Linked DNA regions of Ovis aries: region 2 is linked to region 1. The links are chromatin contacts, called in public Hi-C maps. All regions are on one chromosome and are shown on one strand. The core of a region is the stretch at or near the end of the contact, and the rest is flanking DNA. Distances in the headings are between cores, read along the strand shown. Region 1 has its middle 100 kb from the start of SMAD3. Region 2 overlaps SMAD3 (SMAD family member 3).

The links. A called contact is a pair of places that touch in the nucleus more often than the background predicts.
Region 2: a contact with region 1 is called in a Hi-C map of liver, with 4 times the contacts expected there. The contact joins two enhancer-like sites. A contact is called at or near these places in 2 of 16 Hi-C or Micro-C datasets (liver and tail adipose tissue).

What each region holds. Positions count from the first base shown.
Region 1 is chr7:13,764,417-13,772,240 of ARS-UI_Ramb_v3.0, forward strand. No RefSeq gene overlaps it. Among named protein-coding and RNA genes, the nearest start is that of SMAD3, 100 kb to the right of the region's middle. Within about 2 kb of position 3,620, at least 7 of the 54 cell types and tissues checked have an H3K27ac peak or open chromatin away from gene starts, as enhancers often do. A contact at or near this core is called in liver, where this site is marked.
Region 2 is chr7:13,989,069-13,996,892 of ARS-UI_Ramb_v3.0, forward strand. It overlaps SMAD3 (SMAD family member 3), which reads left to right. Exons shown (of 9, transcript XM_060418884.1): 9 at 1,731-6,069. The coding sequence ends at 1,854. It overlaps AAGAB (alpha and gamma adaptin binding protein), which reads right to left. Exons shown (of 10, transcript XR_009601420.1): 9 at 6,206-6,425. Among named protein-coding and RNA genes, the nearest start is that of AAGAB, 81 kb to the right of the region's middle. Within about 2 kb of position 4,488, at least 13 of the 54 cell types and tissues checked have an H3K27ac peak or open chromatin away from gene starts, as enhancers often do. A contact at or near this core is called in liver, where this site is marked.

The DNA of each region.
Region 1 (7,824 bases), core at 2,370-4,869:
AAGTCATGAAATTAAAGGACACTTACTCCTTGGAAGGAAAGTTATGACCAACCTAGATAGTATATTGAAAAGCAGAGACATTACTTTGCCAACAAAGATCCGTCTAATCAAGGCTATGGTTTTTCCAGTAGTCATGTATGGATGTGAGAGTTGGACTGTGAAAAAAGCTGAGCGGTGAAGAATTGATACTCTTGAACTGTGGTGCTGGAGAAGACTCTTGAGAGTCCCTTGGACTACAAGGAGATCCAACCAGTCCGTTCTAAATGAGATCTCATTGGAAGGACTGATGCTGAAGCTGAAACTCCAATACTTTGGCCACCTGATGCAAAGAGCTGACTTATTGGAAAAGACCCTGATGCTGAGAAAGATTGATGGCAGGAGCAGAAGGGGATGACAGAGGATGAGATGGTTGGATGGCATCACCGACTCAATGGACGTGAGTTTGGGTAGGCTCTGGGAGTTGCTGATGGATAGGGAGGCCTGGTGTGCTCCAATTCATGGGGTCGCAGAATCGGACACGACTGAGCAACTGAACTGACTGAAATGAACTAATATACAAAATTTATGACACAGCGCCTGGCCATTCACCCAGTGGTAGATTGGTAATACTAATTGTTAGCATTACAGTAACAGTTATTCTTTTCATTGAGTCCTTGCTCTTGGCCACAGAGGCACTGCAGGAGGACTCTGAAGGCCTGGCTTAGAGGACCGCTCAGCACTGTCTCACTCGATGTGTGACCTCAGTTTACCCATCTGTGAAGTCAGGTAAGTACTTCCACTCTGCCTGTGTTTCCAAGGTGGTTGCAATATTCAAGAGATGTCTAAGTGCTGAAAACTAACTATTCTGGTAGACTCAGAGGTGACCATCCACTTCCCTGTCCAGGTTGCTGCCAGGAGTAGGGCCAGTAGTCAGATGGTCTCCAAATGTCAGCGCCTTCCACTGGCCTCAGCTGCAGACTTGCCCGGTTCAAGGTCACGTCCTCCTCAGGGGCAGGTTGCAGCCAGGGACGGAGCAAGCTGGGGGCATAAAGACCAGCCATATGGGTCCATCTGGGACAGTCTGATGGGCACTGGCAGAGCCTTCATCATTAGACCTACACTGCGGTTCCCTCCTCTCTGCCTGCTCTCCTTCCATTTTCTCTCTCACGTGTTGAGCCTTAATAACATCTTTTTTAAAAAATCTGAAGTGTAGCTGATATACAATAGAAGTTGCAAGTGTACGACATACTAATTCACAATTTTTAAGTTATACTCCATTTATAGTTATTCTAAAGTACTGGGTATATTCCCTATGTTGGGCAACATATTCTTGTGGCTTCCTCTATACAAAATATTTTAAGTCTCTTAGTCCCCTACCCTTTTATTTTTCCCTCCCTTCTTTCCTCCACCCACTGGTAACCCCTAGTTTTTTCTTTATATCTAAGTCTTTCTCTTCCATTATATTCAATAGTTTGTCGTGTTTTTTAAATTCCACACATAAGTGATATATAAGTTTATTTTTGTCCAGTTTATTTCATAATAATAGCATAATACCCTCCAAGTCTACCTATGTTGCTGCAAATGGCAAATTTTTTTTCATTTTTATGGTTGAGTAGTATTCCATTGTGTGTGTGTGTGTGTGTATTATATATATGTCACACCTTTATTCACTCACCTGTTGATGAACACGGGTTGTTTCAGTATCTTGGCAATTTTAAGCAATACTGCTATGGACATTGCGGTGCATGTATCTTTTCAAATTAGTGATTTCAGGTTTGTTTTTTTAAAAATATATACCCAGGAGTGGGATTTCTGGGTTATATGAAAAGTTATGACCAACCTTGATAGCATATTCAAAAGCAGAGACATTACTTTGCTGACTAAGGTCCGTCTAGTCAAGGCTATGGTTTTTCCTGTGGTCATGTATGGATGTGAGAGTTGGACTGTGAAGAAGGCTGAGTGCCAAAGAATTGATGCTTTTGAACTGTGGTGTTGGAGAAGACTCTTGAGGGTCCCTTGGACTGCAAGGAGATCCAACCAATCCATCCTGAAGGAGATCAGCCCTCGTGTTCTTTGGAAGGAATGATGCGAAAGCTGAAACTCCAGTGCTTTGGCCACCTCATGCGAAGAGTTGACTCATTGGAAAAGACTCTGATGCTGGGAGGGATTGGGGGCAGGAGGAGAAGGGGACGACAGAGGATGAGATGGCTGGATGGCATCACTGACTCGATGGACATGAGTCTGAGTGAACTCCGGGAGTTGGTGATGGACAGGGAGGCCTGGCGTGCTGCAGTTCATGGGATCGCAAAGGGTCGGACACGACTGAGCGACTGAACCGAACTGAACTGATGGTAGTTCTCTTTTTAGGTTTTTGAGAACCCTCCACACTGTTCCGCAGTGGCTGCCCCAGTTTACATTCCCACCAACAGTGTGCAAGGGTTCCCTTTTCCCCACATCCTCACCGTTTGTTATTTGTGTTCTTTTTGACGGTCAGCATTCTGACAGAGATGAGATGATAACTCTGTGGTTTTGATTTGCATTTCGCTGATGATTCTCAATGTGGAGCATCTTTTCATGTGCCAACTGAGCTTCTGCATGCTCTCTCTGGAAAAATGTTCAGGTCTTCTGCTTATTTCCTTGATGAAGTTGTTTGGTTTTTGTGATGATGTGTTGTATGAACTATGTACATGTTTTGAATATCAACCCCTTTGGTCATATCATGTGCAAATATTTTCTCCCATTCAGTAGGCCATCTTTCATTTTGTTAATGGCCTTCATAACATCTTGCATAACGCTGACCTCTGCTACTCACAATGAAATGAGAAAAATTGAGATGATATAGCAAATGTAGGAAAGTGATTATGCTTATCGTAATTTCTTTCCTTGCTATTAACATGACTACATGGTACTGATATCAGATTGTAGGGTTTAAAATATATATATTTACTTGGCAAAAGAGCAAACAAAAGGAGCTACACATCTTCAAAATCTAGGTCTGGGGATCACCGACAGATCCCGAATCACTCAAGCAGGCTCCTCCCTATGCCTCTGGCCAAGATGCCAGATCACAGGGGAATTAGCTGACTGCTGACCTCAGCCTAGCAGCATACTGGGCTCCCTGGGCCCTGGCCATGTCTGAAATAGCTGATGGCTTGCTGATGGCCCTTCCTGGGCCCTTGGCCCCTCTGTAGATTAAGCTGTAGGTGGGTGTGCCCACAGTGAAATTCTCAGAGAATTTGAAGAGGAAGGGCTGGTAAGGACAAGCCAAACTTCAGCACCTGCCCCTCAGCTCCCTTCCTCCTGTCCCACCAGAGGGGGTCAGGAGGGGGTCAACAGTGTCCCCCAAGACGAGCTGTGAGGCCCTGCATCATCACTTCTGGACTAATTGCCACCCTTCCCACCCACCAGGTGCCTGCCTGTGTGTCTCCCTGGCTCTGGGGCTGCTACTAAAGACATGTTGCAGCAGCTTTACGAAGCGTGGCTCAGAACAATTTTACACCCCATTTGATTTATGTCCTGGGATTCGCTCCTCTCTGAGGCTCCCTCCCCCTGGAAAGAAGTGTGCGTCATCCAACCCGGCTCTCCTGCGCTCCCTCAGAGCCAGCGCCTGGGCCAGGAGGGGCCAGGCTGGGGCAGACCTTGGGTCCTGAGTGAGCGGTGCTGTGACCTGGCCCTCCTTCTGGACTTTCTCTGCAGGGGTCCCCACCCCAGGACGTTTGTGACTGAGACCTTCACAGGTGGCCTCAATTATGGCCAAAGACTCCAGAACAGGCAAAGCCCTTGGGGGATAGGGGAGTGACCTTTCCCTCTTCCCTCAAGGCCCTTCCGAAGGTCCCGTTGCCAGTGTGTGTGGCGGACCTGTCTTCCCTCTAGCAGTGGAGAGGGCAGGGTTGGCGTGGGGAGTCACCAGGCCAGCTGTGAGCCAGTCTTCCTGGCAGCAGGACCCGCTTCACTGGACTCTTTGTCCAGGCAGTGACGTTGACCTTGACTGAGGAATGGTAAGATAAAAACCCATTTGGGCCGCAACTTCCTTTATTACAACAGGAGGGGAGGGCAGGCTCAGAGAAGGACAATGATTTCCTGAAAGGCACACAGCCAGTGGGAGAGTCAGTGCTGGAACCCTGGCTTTACAACTCCAGGATTTCATCATCTTCACCCTAAGAGGCAAGATCATTTACAATCAGAGCATTTCATCCCTTCAGTCTTGAATGAATGCCTCCCAAGAGCCAGGCTTGGTGTTCAAAGAGCTTCCAGGTTTGGTAAACACATCCCTGGACTTGGATGTCTGCACGGGGAGGGATAGAAATACCTGCTTTGGGGACCCTTCTGGACTTTATCCTAAGTACCTGCTGTTCCTTGAAATGGCACCAGTAAATTTAAGTGTTTCCCCAAATTCTGTGAGCTGTTATAGCAAATTATTGATGCTGGGGAGAGGATCATGGGAACCCCTGATTTGTAGCCAAGTCAGACAGAACTGCGGGTCATCTGGACACCCATCACTTGGTGGTTAACGTCGGAAGTAGGGGCAGTCTTGTGGGACTGAGCCCTTAAAATGTGGGGCCTGCATTAACTCCAGGTAGTTAATGTCAGAATTAAATTAAATTGTAGTACACACAGTTGGTGTCCACAGAAAACTGGAGAATTTCTCGGTGTGGAAAATCCACACTTCGTGTCAAGAGTATTGTGAGTAGAGAAACTGTTTTTCTTTTACAGAGTGCCCTTGTGTTTGATGACCTTGACAGTTTTGAGGGGTACTGGTCAGGTAGACTGCAGGAGGTCCCCTTGCTGGAACTTGTCTACTGGTTTTCTCACAGTTAGACTGGGGTGATGTGTTTCAGGAAGGTGGCGTAGGTAAAGTGCTGTTTTCGTTGCTCCATACCATCAACATGATTTACTGTAGTTGATGTTGGCCTTGATCACCTGGCTGAAGCAGTCCTGGGGAGGTTTCTCCACTGTAGAGTTATTCATCTCCCCACCCACCCCTTCCACAGTGTGCTCTTTGGAAGAAAGTCTGTATGTGCAGCACACATGTAAACAGTGGGGAGCTGTGAGCCCTCTTCTTTAGAGTGGAGGATTTACGTAATTTATTTTAAAGCAACTTTCAGACATCCTATCATTTCAATCATAAATACTTCAGTATATGTCTCTAACAGATACAGACTTAAAAACCACACAAATAGCTGTAACCGTTATGCCAACCTACACCACTAATAGTGATTCTTCAGTATCATTTAATACCCGGGCCATATTTAGTCTTCCCTAATTGTCTAAAAAATATTTCTATGGTTGGTTTATTCAAATCAGGATCCAAACAATATTCACCCATTGTATTTGGCTAACATGCTGTTTAATGGGTTTCCATCTGTAAAGGTTTTCCCTCCTTTTTTTGGGTGTGTGTGTGTGTGTTGGGGGCGGGGGTTGTGCCTCTTATATCCTGAAGAGTTAGGGTCGGTTTTCCTAGAGAATTTTCTACGTTCTGGTCTTGGCTGATTGCTGTTTCATAGTTTTATTTGACATGTCCTCTGGCCTCTGCACTTCTGGGAAATCTGTCATTGTGTCAGAAGCTTGATCAGATTTGGGCGTATTATTTTGGCAAGAACATATCAGAGGTGGTGCATCTGACCAGGACACATAAATGTCCAGATATCCGCTTTTCCTGGAGCTGAGAGTGATCAGGGGTTGGCGTGTTGTCAGCATTTCTCCTCATGGGCTTAGAGCTGCTGGTGGTTAATGCCTGAACAAATAGCCTCTACATACATCCCTTTCCTTCTTCAAGAAAGAGGTCAGTTTCTATTACTTGCAAGCAAGAACTCTGATAGCTAAGTCCGAAGTACCCAGTTTGGCACTGAAAAATGCCTGATTAAGTGTCTAACCCTGAGGTGGGAAGCTGGGAGAGGACTTTGGAGCCAGAATTGCCAGAGTTGAGGTCCTATCTCTATGATCTGAGCAGGTTTCCTCGATCCCCTCATCCATAAAATGGGATGCTGCTGATGATAGCAAAGTCTAGCTGACAAGGTTATGATCAGAATTAAAGTACGTAATGTTTGCAAAGCCTTTAAAACAATACCAAGCACACAATAAGCATTCAATTGTTAACCGATATAAGCATACCACTAATTTTTACCTTATCTACTAGCTCAGTTTCTTTCCTACTGCCGCATCTTAACCTTAGGTAATGTCACCCATTCCCATGGCTTTGGCTATCACGTTCCCTAATACCTCAATGCCAAGAACTAACTTGACTGAACATAGTCAGCATTGATATAATAGCCTTGTTTTTTTCCTTGGGGATTCAGGGAACCTACAATAAATGCAAGCACTGACTAAGACATACCTCAGTTTCAGAATTGATAAAGAGGCGGATGGGTGGGATTTGTGCACAGAGCTGAGAAAATAAGAAATATTCAAACAACTTCCTAAGCTACACTAACCAAAACAACTCTACTCTGGAACTTAGGGATGTCTTAGTTGTGACTCTTCCTCTTGATTAGCTTGATTTGCATAAAGCTCTGTGACCTAGTGACAAAAATATGTGAAAAGGGACCTGGGCTTTCTGCTGAGTGCTCTGGGTGCTGGAAACTGGATGCTATCAGGACTGGGAGCTAGACTTGTCCCTACCACCCTCGGGGAACATCCGTAATGAAAAAAGAGCTCACTCTTAGATAAAAGAGGTCAGTAGACATGGTCTTTGCCTTAAGTCCACCAAGATGAAGCTGAGAGAGCAGCCCAAGGTCTGGGTCATTGAGTGGCTGTTCCCAGGTACAAACTGAGGGATTTGGACACATTCTACGCTTTTATTATAATTGCCATTAGGGAGCTCATTAGGAATTCCAATGTGAGGGCATGTGGAGAGAGGTCCATGGGTAAGAGATGGAAGAGCTGTTCTCAGCCTACTGGCGGCAGCTCTCTAGCACTATAGTGCCACAGGGATTCCCTGAAGGACAGTGGTGAAGGGACATCCTCTGTCCTCTGTCCAGGGAATTCTCCAGGCAAGAATACAGGAGTGGGTTGCCATTCCCTTCTCCAGGGGATCTTCCCAACCCAGGGATCAAACCCATGTCTCCTTTATTGGCAGGTGAATTCTTTACCACTAAGCCATCAGTACGGAGAAGGTAATGGCACCCCACTCCAGTACTCTTGCCTGGAAAATCCCATGGACGGAGGAGCCTGGAAGGCTGCAGTCCATGGGGTCGCGAAAAGTCGGACACGACTGAGCGATTTCACTTTCACCTTTCACTTTCATGCATTGGAAGAGGAAATGGCAACCCACTCCAGTGTTCTTGTCAGGAGAATCCCAGGGATGGGGGAGCCTGGTGGGCTGCCATCTCTGGGGTTGCACAGAGTCGGACACGACTGAAGCTACTTAGCAGCAAGCCATCAGGAAAGCCCCTTGAGCAGGACACCTGGATGTTTATCTTGCCTGGAGGGAAAGATGGCTAGGGATTTGGATCTATGTTCATTCGTGGACATGGCTAATGGTTTGGTCAGGGACTTGGAAAGAATACAGTTGGAAATTTGATGACAAGAATGTCTGAGAAAGAGATATTTGAATGGGCCTCTCCAAGTGGGCTCAGAAGTGAAGATATCTGAACGCCAAGTGAGTGCTCATCAAAGAGCATCTCAGCACAGAATAATCTTAATTATCAGGTTGACCCATTCTGTGTATGGCAACGGCTCATAAACAAAACAGCCGTGACAGCATGAATGGAGATTTTGCATTGACCTAGCAAATGGGCTTTCACTCGCCAAGACCAGTCTGGTGGTAGTCACTTCTGAATACCCACACTACCTACAAGAGCAGAGACCAACACAGCTCTAAATATGGTACCACTATTTGGAGAGACC
Region 2 (7,824 bases), core at 3,238-5,737, 230 kb after region 1:
CGAGGCACGTCTGTGCGCCCAGCCCCCACTCCACGGCAGAGGCAGGGGCACCCACACGCCAGCCCGAGCCAGCACCTCGCAAGTCATTCCCCCTTCTCTTCACTTTTCCAGATGTTTGGAATCCATCTTGTTTTGCAGTCATTCTGCACCCGGGCCAAACCCATTTCAGTGTTGGCTCTGGGCCACCATTTATAATGGAATCCAGATGAGCGCGACTTATGGAAAGTCAGATTCTCACTAGAGGGTTTCGGTCCATAAAACCCTCGTCTGTCACTGACCGTACTCTAGCTGCTGCTCTCCGAGTCTGCCCCACAGCGCTGGGGAGCGGAGCCCTCGGTCGCGGGGTCTCTCTCAAACGGGGGAGGTGTGACCACTTGGGCGGTCCGAGTGGTCGGCCTTCAGGCGGCTAACAGCCTGCGATTAGCCCAGGCCCACGGCCCAGCCCGAGGGACTTTTTAGCTCACCTCTTAGCCTTGGCTGGAATCATTTAGGCAACAAGAAAGGTTAGAAAACTAGTCTTGTTTTTTGTTGGGGAAGGGAAATATTTAAAGATGGACCCAGTGGGGAAAGAGTCAGAGGGAGGTCTGTGTGTCTCTCCTAACACTCAGACTGCCGTCTTGAGGGTCGCACGCAGGCACCCGGGTCAGGCAGGCGCCCCGGGGCCAAGTCTGCAAGCCCGTTTCTAACCTTCCGCTCAGACGATGTGCAGGCCAGGCGAGGAGGGTGGTGCCCTGGGGTTGGCGGCTCTCAACCTGGCACGGCACGCGGCCCTCCAGCTTCAAGTGCTGGGGGAAGAGGCCCTTTGTTGGCCAGAGCCTTTCCCTGGGGCCACTGTGTCACCGCGCAGGACACGCTGCCAGCACAGCCAGGCCTGTGCGGCCCACCACGTCACTGCCGCCTGGCAGCCCTGTGGAGCAGCCTGACTGGCGGCGCGGCCCCTTCCCAGAACAGTCTCGCCCTCCTCTGCCTCCTGGGCCAAGGAGAGGAAGGTTTCATCCCTTCCTGTGAGGTGGCCGAGAGCCGGGCCTGGGGCCCGGGCCTCTCACCTCCAGCTGGCACCCGCGCCTCCGGCCTCAGCAGATAGCCTTTTGCTCAGCGGAGGCCTTTGGGAGCTCGCCTGCGAGCTGCGTCATCAACCAGCCCGAATTTAGACAGAGGGCTTTGGGGAAAAGAAACGTGTGGTGTGCCTTAGTTTTTTTCCAGTAATTGTTCCATGGCTCGCTCTGCTCGTAAGATTTTCCAAAATAAGGCCATAGATGGGAATTATATCAGCACATTGGGGACCGACGGCATGCGGACTCTGTCGGCACTTTGTTAAAAAACACCCCTCAACTAGACAGACGCCCGTCACTGTGGCCTGCCAGGGCTGGAGGCAGGGGAGCTGTGGGTGCCTACTTAGGACAGGAGGCTGGGAAGACCTTTGCTCTGGCTGGAGGTTCTCCATCAGGGGCCCCTCACGGCAACCGGTGGGCCTCTGGGGCACCCTGGTATTTGCCTTACATGTTTCTCTTTAAGGGGGCCACCTCCTTTCCCTTCCTGTGTGGAGGAGTTTGGCAGGCAGTTTCAGCAAGTTGGTGGCACCTTCTCCAGGACAGGGTCTGGCAGGGCAGGCTCTCTCTCTGGCTCTGGGAAGACTGACACCAAATCAGAAGCCACTCCGACGCATCTGTGTGCTTGCTGCTGGATCTTCTAAATGGCCCCCACCCACCCTTTTCTCAAATGTCTTGCAGGAGACAAACTGTGACCAGCACCCCCTGCTGGATTGAGCTGCACCTGAACGGACCTTTGCAGTGGCTTGACAAGGTCCTCACCCAGATGGGTTCCCCTAGCATCCGCTGTTCCAGCGTGTCTTAGGGACACTGCGAGCGAAGAGGGAGGGGAGGGAGGGTGGATCTGGGGAAGAGGGCCATGTAGGAGGTGGAGAAATCAGAACTCAACTCACTGGTGTCAAAGAAGAAATTTTTCTCCCTCAACTAAAGTGGCATCAGCCTGTTTTCCAAAACTCGAAAGCAAACCCAGAGGTGGATTTCTAGGAACAGCTGTCTGCTTAACACGTTGGCCCTTCGGCCCCGCTATGAAGGGTAAGAAATGGCTTCTGCTCTGGCGGCGTAAGCAGACAGGTAGTGTTTCACCACCTGCCGCTCCCCTGGTCCCCTTCTTTCTTAAAGACAGCAAACTGAGACGTCACTGCCCAACAGGAATTGGCCCCCTGGTTAGGACTGGACTGTGGACTTTGCCTTGGGTGCTCTGGGCAGGGAGAAACCTGCAAGGGTCTGAGCACACCACGGGCCCAGCCCTCCCCTTCCACTGAATATTCCCAAACCCCAGTAGGAGCAGACCGTGTACCTGGGCGCTGAATTGACTTGCGGCGGGAAAGGGGCTCGTCTGTCTCCACCTCTCTGAGCCTACTGATGGTGTCCACAATCGAGCACGTAGGGACCGGTGGCAAGAGGTGGTAAGACACCTCTTCTTTAAAAATGATCTTAAATTTGCCCTCATTTTCAGCAGTTGACAGGATCTGTTGAGGCTCAGCGCATATGCGGCATACAGTTTGTATCATCCTGTTAATCTCACAAGAGATCCGAATCACAGTGTTCCCAGGAGGTAGCTGTCCATGAGGTGTGCGAGGGTGTCCGGTCACCTGTAAGAGCTCGCTCCGCTTTCTCATGCATTTGGTTATATTGGTTGGTATAGTCAGTTGCGTTAATTAAGTGAACTGTATCGTATGTTCTTTTAAACATTTGATTAAAAAAAAAAAACACCCCGGTTGACACTGACTGGGAAACCAGAGTGGGACCCAGCAACTTCTCTCCCAAAGTGAAGCTTTTTCTAGGTTTTGTTAAGACACCTGCCAGTACTTTTGGAAGCTGAAATTGACAGAAGCAAATTCATCAAGAAAAGATCTCAGGCCGACAAAGACAAATAAAAGGGCTATTAAAAAAATTATCTTTACACCTTTGAAAACTGCAGAATTGGTGCGAAGAGGTCTGTCATCTTTCCCCTGAGGTATGAGATTCTCTAGCTCACGGCAGAGGCCCGTCAGTGACAACTCTAGCAGTTAGAATGTGTAGTAAGTATTGCTCTTTGTGGCAATTAGTGAGGAAACTACTACAGATTTTTTCAACTGGAAAAAAAAGAGCCCCCTTATACTGACCTTTTGCAGAATACAGCAGATGGAATTGTCACTTGCAATTGGTACTTTATTCTTTGCTGCTGTTTTTTATATGAAATGACTTATCCCATATTTTTTGCATGGTTTTCTACCAGGAAAAATAAAGGGATTTCCTATGGAAGTCCTGTATTATTCCAGGTGAAGGGAAGAAAGTTGTGTACTTTTGGCAGGTATAAACCTCAAATGTGATGACATTTGTGATGCTGTGTGGAGACGCTGGATGCTTCCTGGTGCCTTGCTCGCAGGACCCTAGGCCTCAGAAGCTCCAGCCCCAAAGTCCAGGTAGGAGGGCTGCTCACCATGCCTCCAGAGGACACAGGAGCAGACAGGAGCGCCTTGCCAGACCTGGACTACACACAGGGCTGCAGAGTCCAGAGACACCACACAGCCCCTCACTCCACCTGAGGCCAGATGCTGTGGGTCTGAAGTTTCTGCCTGGTGTGAAATGATCGTGGACTGCTTCTTACAGATACAAGAAATCGTCTGAACCTCCTGGATGTGTGTTTCTGCTCCCGGTCAGCTCTGAGACCGGTGGTATGGCTTCTAACTTCAGTTCGGCCTTGGCTGGAGCCGTCGCAGTGCCCCCACTAAAACCCACGGGGAGCAGTCTCCAGGGGCCCGTGATCTCCTGTGAGCACTTCCTGCGGCACACAGCTGTCCTCCAGGTACAGCCCAATTTGGGTGATCTGGTTGGTCACGTCTGGCCGCATCTGGATGGCGTCTTAGAACCCACAATGCTGAAAGCTAAAGAATCCTTCTAGGAGGCATGGAGTTTTGTGTTTTTTCCCAAAAGCTACTTCCTTGGCCTTTTTTCTTTATAACTAGACTGCTGAAGGAGGACGGGTGAGGAAGAAGTGGGGAAGACCACGTTCAGTACCCTTCAAAAGAAAATTTGGTTGTACCTAGAGGTTAGGATCTGGTTTCATTCCCATCATAGAGGCTGCGTAAGTGGCTTTGAGGCATGTGTAATATTAGTGTCCTACAAGTCATAAAAAGTAGTTTTAAAACCCTATTGCATAAAGGCATCTATACATTGAAAGACAGGACAGGTGAAGGGGCAGGAGGAGGGCAGTTCTCGGGGGTGATGGCAGCTGCTGGAGAGTGCTTTTGGTGTCACTGTCCGGGCTCCCTGCCAGGCCACCTTCACCTTGCGGCAATGCTGACCTGGGTGTAGCTACAGCGCAGGGGCCCTAGACCCTGGCCTCGGCACCTCCCCCGGGAGCCAGCTTCTGTTCCCTTTCCTCTCCTCCCACACCCTCCCCACTCCTAACTTTATTTAGTACTGGGAGCCTTCCAGCGCAAGTAGGTAGCCGCCCTGGCAGTTCGGGTTACAGGCCTGTGCTGGCACGTCATCTCTGCTGGCCACCTTCCTGGCAGGCTGCAGACCTGACATTTCGAGACAAACCCAGAGTCAGGAGCGGGGACTTTGACTCTTAGGAGGAACAGACAGGAGGGCAAGGCTGCTGGCAGACTTTTCCATTGTCCTTATGTTGTCTGTGAGGTTTTTTTTTTAATCGTCCGTGGTGATTATTTTTTTTAAATCATTGTTAACGTATTGGAATGGGCTGTAGCACATATCTTGTGCTTCAGTTTGTTTTTCTCCATCTCCCTCTGGCTTCCTGGAGTTTGGACATATTCCAGGGCTAAATGCTTTTACTCAAACCGCAGAAAAAAGTTTTCTTGAAGTACTGTGTGCATGTCATGCACTTGGGGAGAAGGCAGAGATCTGATTTCATTTGCAGCCCCAAGCTGCCATTGCTGAGGCTCTGAGGACCTCTGCGGGGCCAGAGCTCCCATCAGGCCACGCTCTGCAGTCTGTAAGAGGAGGGAGGGACAGGACTTGGCATGCTGCTCCTACGACTGTTTATCAAGGGGCTTACCAGTGGCTAGAGGGCGCATGTTTGGTTCTGAACCCTGTATCTCACTGTGACTTCAGGTGGCATTGTTTGGAGTTTTCTCCCTAATCTACATCTTTGCTAGAAGAAAACCTCAACATAGTCGTGTCACTTTGGTGTGGTATAGGTGTTCCCTTCCAGAACCTTCCTTCAAGTAACAGTCTTGGAGGAGTATCAGCCACTTCTCGAGTGGGTAGGAAAGCAGAAAAATGTATGGATCAAAACTGAAGAGGCATCTCTGATGGGAGAGTCGGGAGATGACTTGCTATACAAGCAACCTTTCAGAAACACGGCTATCACAAAGAAAAACTCATGTATTGTGTAAACTGGATTGAGAAATTCTCTCAAGTGATCCTGTAAATTTTTTTTTTTTTTAATGCTGAAGTAATGTACACTCGAGCATTCTGGTGTTTTTATATTTATGTAATAATTTCTTAAAACCAAGACAGATAACTATTTAATTTTGGAAGAAAGTTGGAAACGGCTCTCCTCCCGAGAACAGTGGCTTGGGAAGAGACGGGCCACAGTGCCTCTGGGCTTGGCCCCCAGAGCCACCAACCCAGGCTGGCTCCCTGTGTGGCAGCATGTGAACACAGGCAGCTAGCTCAGGCAAACACAGGCCCGTCCACAGGGGCCTCTGAACCCAGCCCCTCTCCCTTCCCAGGGGCGAGAACTCTACAGAGGGCTGGAGCCACCTGCCCCCAAGAAGCCTTCATTCACCTTCAGTGCTGCTGTTGCAACTAGGCTGTCCTGGGCGGGACTCCTGCTTGGGTGGGGAAGAGAATGGAGGATGCTGATTACCTTCCCTTCTCAGCCAGCCTGACCTTTTAATACCTTTGTAAAAAGCATGTATGTATTTATAGTGTTTTAGATTTTTCTAACTTTTGTATCTTAAGAGCTGAGCACCTGTTTAAGCATTGTACCCCTATTGTTAAATGTGTCCTCTCTCCCCTCTCTTCCTCCTGTAAGTGCCCTTCTAATAAAACTTTTCATTGAAAAGCACCTGGGCTGGAAGTGCACACTCATTCTCGCTGCCATGTCTGGCTGGAGAGTTTAAAGGGCCTGGGGCCTTCAGGGAAGAGAGTCTCTGAGCCTAGGTGCGCCAGGTCCCATTCTGCCACTGCCCAGATTCACTCACCGAGGGCAGCGTGCAGTGAGGGCGGGGGCTTCCGGCTCCGGCACATCTCCCAGCGGTGCTGCCTCCAGGCTGTCAGTCTCTGCTCACTTCCACTGTGTCTGAAAGCCGCTGGCCAGTGACTGCAGGTCACCAGATTAGTCTCACCGCAGGCGTGGAGGTAAGTTTCAGACTCCTAAAGAAGTCGGTTTCTGCCAACTTTCCAGCTCTGGTGACTTAGCTCCTGTGGAAATTCATTTTAAATTTCAAACCCCCAAGGAGAAAGAGACTTCGAAATGGCTCCCCTGGCTAAGTCGTACATTGACCTGAGATAATGTGGATTAAGAAAAAGGATGATTAGAATGAGCAAACCATCTGGGGAAAGCAGAAGAGAGCTGGAATCATTCTCCAGCTGGGTCACTTCCTTCTAAGGATGTCACCAGAGTCCGAGTACTCGCTATCCCAGGAGGGAGGCGGACTTCACAGGAACGGCACCTGTGAGTCTGTAGGTCTGCCCTCCATGAATGATCACATTCCTACCTTCATTGTTATCTGGCCAGTTCCAGCCTCCTACCCGTAAATAACTTTCCTCAAGGTTTTATCTAGTCGATTTCTCAGCAAATGACTCTCAGATCCATTCCTCTAACCAGCCTGTCCCTGAGCTCCACAACTTTAACTCCAGACGCCTGTTAAACATGAGCCAGACAACACCCCAACTGAATCATCGTCCACCTTGCCCAAGCAAACTCCCTTTCCTGAGCAAACCTCCTTTCCTGACTCCCAGTGTTTATTGGAGCCTCACCTCCAGGCCTCCTCCCCACACCCAAGTCGTGAGCGTTTCTTTTCCTTGCTCCCCACGTACCTCTACAGCCGCCCCTGTGGACCAAACCTCCCTTTTGGAAAGGCCCTGAGCGTCCGGCTTCCCCTGGACCCTCTTGCACAAGCTCTTCTCAGGCCTGCACCTCCCCCTTCCATGGTGGTGCACCCAGACCATGGTACGTACCCTGGGTATTCCTCCCTCACAGAGCTCGCCTACCCGTGTGATTGCAAGCCACATATATGTTCAAGACTCCCAGATCAGTACTTCTAGCCCAGACATCAACCCCGAGCCTCAGACTCACATCCAACAGCTTGGTACAAGGAGGTGCCACCAGTACCTCAAGGGGTTAGTTGCTCAGTCATGTCCGACTCTTTGAGGCCCCATGGACTCTAGCCCGCCAGGCTCCTCTGTCCATGGAATTCTCAAGGCAAGAATACTGCAGTGAGTTGCCGTTCTCTTCTCCAGGGGATCTTTCTGACCCAGGGATTGAACTCCTGACTCCTGCATTGCAGGCAGATTCTCTACTGTCTGAGCCACCAGAGAAGCCCAAAATTCAATACCTCAGAACTCAGTTAAAAAGAACAATTTATCCTTGCCCTCACTGAACCATCTTCAACCCTCTTTTGTCACAGCCCTTTACCCAGCCCACGGCCATGAAGTCACAGTCGTCCACCGCTCCCTTGTGCCCCATGTCTGACCAGTCCTGGCCCTCCACTCACAGTCCTGTGCCCCAGGCTCTCCAGCACCTGGACAACGGCCCAGCTTCCTAACCGCTCCCCCAGCCTCCAGCCTGTGTCCCTGTAACTGCATCATCCACAGTGAT